2 separate regions of the Anser cygnoides genome follow, and region 2 is linked to region 1. A link is a contact called in public Hi-C data. All regions are on one chromosome and are shown on one strand. The core of a region is the stretch at or near the end of the contact, and the rest is flanking DNA. Distances in the headings are between cores, read along the strand shown.

What was found. A called contact is a pair of places that touch in the nucleus more often than the background predicts.
Region 2: a Hi-C map of liver shows a contact between it and region 1, with 4 times the contacts expected there. The contact joins the enhancer-like site here to the promoter of DNTTIP2 in region 1. A contact is called at or near these places in 2 of 7 Hi-C or Micro-C datasets (both in liver).

What each region holds. Positions count from the first base shown.
Region 1 is chr8:2,318,364-2,321,214 of Taihu_goose_T2T_genome, reverse strand. DNTTIP2 (deoxynucleotidyltransferase terminal interacting protein 2) reads left to right here and starts at 1,530. Exons shown (of 8, transcript XM_048067048.2): 1 at 1,530-2,012; 2 at 2,459-2,521; 3 at 2,767-2,851. The coding sequence starts at 1,911. GCLM (glutamate-cysteine ligase modifier subunit) reads left to right here. Exons shown (of 7, transcript XM_048067050.2): 7 at 1-1,323.
Region 2 is chr8:2,378,035-2,380,959 of Taihu_goose_T2T_genome, reverse strand. ABCA4 (ATP binding cassette subfamily A member 4) reads left to right here. Exons shown (of 54, transcript XM_067001600.1): 29 at 218-308; 30 at 884-1,089; 31 at 1,503-1,551; 32 at 2,096-2,337; 33 at 2,745-2,869. Among named protein-coding and RNA genes, the nearest start is that of GCLM, 48 kb to the right of the region's middle. Within about 2 kb of position 1,424, at least 1 of the 3 cell types and tissues checked has open chromatin away from gene starts, as enhancers often do. A contact at or near this core is called in liver, where this site is marked.

The DNA.
Region 1 (2,851 bases), core at 281-2,780:
GATGACATCTTTACAGTTTGAAATAGAAAATGTTTTATTGTATGAGTGTTTAAAATAAGAACTGGAAACAAATGATGAGAAATCTGTTAATCAGAATTCAAATTGTACCTGGCTTGTCCTCAACTGTTTGGTGTTTTCCGTTTGTTTGGTTTTTTGATACTTGGAAACCATGCAATTGGAATCAGTCGAGTGAGAACATGTTTGCTTCATGATCATGTAAAATGGATTATTATTTTGGGGTTGCCTAGGAAACTTCCTTGCTTGAGTGCCATTCAGAAATGATGCTAACAAGGGTTAGCTTAAACTTAGGTATATTTCTTTTTGGCAGTAGTTTAATGCACTGGCTTTGGTATCTTGGGGAGATTGCTGCAGCTAAGGCAAGGCTTCTGGTTTAAAAATAGTCTTTCTATTGAAAACGCCTTTTAATTTGCTTAGCATTTTAATCAGACGATATTGCAAAAGCTCAACCTGTATTTCAGCACGGGCTCTAAGTGTCTAAAATCAAATACTCCTTTTCCTTTTGATTTCAGGTAGGAATAGGGCTTTATACTATTACTTGGTAACTTATTTGTACATATTTTGAGCTTCAGACTGTAAGGAAATAAATTTTCACCAACTTCTTTTAAATTCTGTTGTGCAGGCAGCTAGTAGAATTTAAATGCTTTTAGGCACTGTCTAGAAATATTAGTTTACTATAAACCATTCCACTAAGTTAAAATATGAATTTTGATAAAGATACCTTTGAGTCCTTAATCATCTTATCTGTATGTGGCAAACTCCAGGAAATTCTTATGGATTACTTCGATTGTTTTGATAAATAAGAGGGAGAGAACTAGAACTAGTAATGTACCAATAAAATGTTTATTTTTTTCTCCTAATCAAAATGTGTTCTTTTTTATGTCGGGTTAGTGTGTATCAGATTTTGAAAAGGAGTTGCATTTTAAACTTCTGTACTAGCTCTGAGATGAGTGCTGCTGCTGATTAACCACTCTGTAATTTCTTTGACTGTTGACATTCTGTACGGTATTAGACTTGCATGTGTGTTCAGTTTTATACATTGAAATTCCATAAAATTAGAATTGTGCTAAAAACAATGTACAGGTTGTCCTAATGAAATAATTATTTTCTTCCTGACTATAAGCTGTTAACAGGTATTTTGCTGTAGAAAAGTACCTTTTAAGACACAATATTATTTTTGTAGTGGCGCTAAGAGCATAACAGTTTATCACGTTCTCATTATTTGTGTGTCAAGGTGGGAGCGGTGGGATTTCCTTTCATGGGAAATTGGAAAAAATGAATTAAAAATTGTAGGCTTTTAATTTATGCTATGTATAACTTCTCTTTCTGTTGATAATAGTATTTTACACTGGGACTTTGTCATGAGATGGTCTTAACCGTGTTTTTACGCTCGGGGATTTCCCTGTAAAATGGCACACCTCAGCCTTTATGTAACAGAAGGGGCACTCCCTACTGCGTGGTTTGATCATCTGAAGATGCCACGTTCACAAATTTAATATAGTGGATATGGAGAGGGAGAAAAAGAAAAAAAAACAAACACCAACAACAAACAACGCACAAAAAAAACCACCACCACCGTTGTCATTAGTGAAGATACGTTAACTAACGTTACGCTTTTCCCCCTCCTCCTTTACACTTTCCTAGACCCCATTCTTGCACCACTCTTTAAGCAGAGCTAAAGGTGGACACGGGAGCCCCCGGGTGCCTTTCTCGGTGCCTTTCCGTGCCAAGCAGAGCCAGCGCTGCCGCTGCTCCGTCAGTTTCCGGCGTTCGGCTGCTTTACCTGCGGTCTCCCGCAGGCGGCCGAGCACCCTGCCGGGGCCGGACGGCGGAGGGCAGGCCGCGCCCCGCCGAGCGATCCGGAAGGGGCTGGGCACGGCGCGGCCGACAAGATGGTGGCCACCAGGCAGGCGGCGAGGCGGCAGGGGCAGGCGCCGCCGGCAGTGGGGGTCACCGGCAGCACCCCAGGGCCCCGGCCCGCCGGGGCGGCGGAGGTGAGGGAAGGGGCCGGGAGGGCGGGCGGTGGCCCCGGGCTGCGGCGGGCTGCCTGCGGCGTGAGGCGCGGCGCGGCGGCAGCCATCTTCCCTCTCCCCCATCTCTTCCCTTGCTGTTAGCTGAGCGTTTGTCTGTAGCTTTTTCACGAGACACACGCACTGTCCTGTCAATATGGACCCCTTAGATAGCATGTTTTATGGTGATCCAACGTTATGCTGTGCTTCGGGAAGATCCTGCCACTGCAGAATGCTTTTTCCACTACAGAACAAGTTTTTGTACGATTTTGTCTTGCTTTCAAGGGTAACTTACAAGCATAATTAAAGAAGCAGATTGTGGCTAGTGTTGCAGTTGCTGGGAGACCAGTCTGTTCCTAAAGCTGCTAAAAATGGATTCAGAAGCCTTTTAGGTCTAATTTTGTAGTTGAGCAAATCTGCATGTGTTTCAGAATGTCACCTCTGGATTTACTTCCCATGACAGTTTGCCAGAATTTTGTGGAATGAGACAGAAGGTATCTTTTTATTTATATTTCTTAATGCAGTGGATTTCTTTATTCTGTCTTGACCAAAAGACACTAAACAAATGGATAAGAAAGGGATGATTTATTAATGCTCCTTTGACATAGTTACTTGGAGAGTTAACACGTTATCAGCATGACTAGATTTGTGTAAAGAAAGATTGTTAGTGATTTGTGTAGCATACTTTTTTATGAGATTATCTTATCCATTAATAACAGATTTTTCATTTTCTTTCTAGGGGACATATACTGAAATTGGTACTTCTGTATCTACAAAGATGCCCAGAAGGAGTAGAGCAATTTGTAAGCCTGATGTAATTAAAG
Region 2 (2,925 bases), core at 175-2,674, 60 kb before region 1:
TTTAGAACTGACAAATATGGTTTGTGTAGGAGAATTTGTGTTGTCTGTTTTACTTAATCCAGTCCTCAGATGACCTTCAGTGCAATATGTTCCAGATGCTTCAGATATGATGTATTTTTCACTGACTCAAAGTGTTCAAAGGCTGACAGCCTTTATGTACTGTTTTGCATGTATCTGAAGCACTTTCATCTTTGTATCTGTTGCTTGTCCGTGCCAGTCATTTTGTAGCTGTGGATCTCAGTGCTCCTGCTCCTGCTCCAGCTGTGCACGCAGGGACAAAGAAGGAACTCAAGTGCAGGAACTGGATGGTAAGAAGTGGAATGGTTCAGCATTCCAGCATGTGGCTATGTCTCCTGTTGTACTGCAGTCTCACCTTACAGATCACTGCTGCTGAGGTCCACTTTTCCAGCACTTGTCTAACTGCATTGGATTGTAAAATGAATAAAGTTTCTTCACACTTCTGTATACCATTGCCCCTGTTTGATATATGTGTGGTCTCAGTGTGCTTTGGAAGTCTACTGTGAATTTTCAACAACTCTGCACCAAAATGTACAATTTGGTAATGAAAACTGAAGCACATGTAGAGCAAAGGAAACTGGTTTTCTCAGAACAAGTTATTTTGGCTTTCTATGTCAAAGAAGAAATTAAGTAGATATTCCTGAAGATTTTATTGTGCTTTATTAACAGACCTGAAATAGTTTCCTGCTACCTTGTTCCAGAAGCGTAATTAGTAACATGGCCCAGTCTATTACAGGTTAACTGAGATATCTTTAAGTTGCGTAATAGAACAGTCCCCTTTCGTATAGTACAAACAACAGCTTTTGAAATCATGCTTAGCATGGTGAAATATTCATTCTTGGAACACCGTTTTGACTTTTCACAGGAGATCTGAATGAGCTAGCAGAAGTAATTCATCATCATGTCCCAGAAGCAAAATTAATTGAAAGCATTGGTCAAGAACTTATTTACCTGTTGCCCAGTAAGCACTTTAAACAGCGATCTTATGCCAGTCTCTTCAGAGAACTGGAGGAAACATTGGATGACCTGGGACTTAGCAGTTTTGGAGTTTCAGACACTCCACTTGAAGAGGTAATGACGAAATATTTGCTGGTCCTACCATCAGTCCCCAAAATGTTTTCTGAGACTGTTCCTTCTCTTAAGCATGTAACCTTACTAATTCCTACATCTCCCTTGAAACCCAGTCACATTTGGTGTGGCACACTCAGAAAATCATTGGAATGGGCATAGAGAAAGGCCTCAAATCTGACTGTGTGTTAGCCTTGTGGAGCATGACTCATTAGCCAGAAATCTCTCTCTCTGTATCTAAGTTGGATCATCTCTTTATTTTCTGAGATATTTCATAAGAGACCTCAGACTGTGTAGTAAACAAGAGTACTGAAAAGGTATCGAAATCTTTTTCTGTTGCATTAAAGGATAGTATATAGTGTTTCTGAGGTCAGGTTAATGTTCTATTCTTTACCGGATGTGCTTGTCTCTGACAGGTTTTCCTAAAGGTCACAGCAGAAGCTAGCCCTGAAATGCAAAAAGCAGGTATAAATCCATGAATCGGTATTTGATAAACTTTTCTTGGGACAGTTCTATATTCTGAATGCCAAGTAAAGAAGAGCCTCAGAATTTTTGGTCTATGTATGGTATTCTCATCAAAATACATTTTAGTCAGTAAATACCTGATTTTAGTGCCTGACATGATATCTGAGAAACCAGATGAAGTCAGCAGAAATACTTTTATTTTGATTGGATCAGGTCCATAACTGTGTAAATAAAGATGTAGTGTCCATCCCCCAGATGTCAGTGGTTTTTATAAGAAGTATTGTGTTGCCTAGAAGTCCATAAACTATCTACATGATTAACTAGTTCATCCTGCTGAGTAAGTGTATAATCTATGTGATGCTACTGGATACAGCCACACTGTAACAATTATAATTAAAGCAATCTGGTGATATGATACATACTTTTGATCAAATTTTGAGCTCAGTAAAATATTTGTGCTGTCTTCAGGTATGGAGAATAAAGTGTCTTCTCTGCCCCTCTTCATCAGGGTAATTCCTATTATTAATTGCAATTTTTAACCTAGGAGACAATCAAGCAAATGGTTCTACTTGTGGCAAAATTTCTACTGAGAACAAAACAGCTGAACAAACCCCACTGGAAACCAATGACACTTCTCAACTGCCAGTAGGCATAGCAGGAGATCAAAATGAAGGCAAAGGGTCCCGGCAGTATAAAGGTTTTCAGCTTGTATGTCAGCAGATCAAAGCACTGTTCATCAAACGGTTCCACCATGCCTCCCGCAGCCACAAGGACTTCCTAGCCCAGGTATTGACTCACTGTTGGTGTCCTTGACTCTTTCCCATAATGTTCTCAACACTGTCTTTCCTGGTAATGTCTCCATGCAAAGCAACAGAGGTGCTGCAGATAGGGAACAGGTCCCTCGCTTTTCTAATCTATGGTTCCAGCTGTTCTGTCTCTCTTTCTGCCTGTAATCTGTCATTCTCACCAAATTCAGGATTCAATCACTACTAGCCCAGCATTTTCTTTTTAACACAGTACAGTTCTGTGACAACCAGTCTTAACTGGCATTAGAAGTTAAATAGTTGATGGTTGGGAGCTAAACCAGATCTCTGTTCTCCTACTGTCCCTCCTTCATTTATGTATGTTACAAGCTGCGTACAGTGTCACTCTGCAGCATATGTCTTAGTGTGGTGTTTTCATGTCCCCTGCAGATTGTTCTCCCTGCTAGTTTTGTGTTGCTGTCTTTAATGCTTACAGTCATTATTCCTCCATTTGGAGAATATCCTGCCTTAACCTTACACCCTTGGATCTATGGACAACAGTTTACTTTCTTCAGGTAAGAGGAATAAATAAATAAAAGTACATCTGTCATATAGACACACTTTTCTCCCT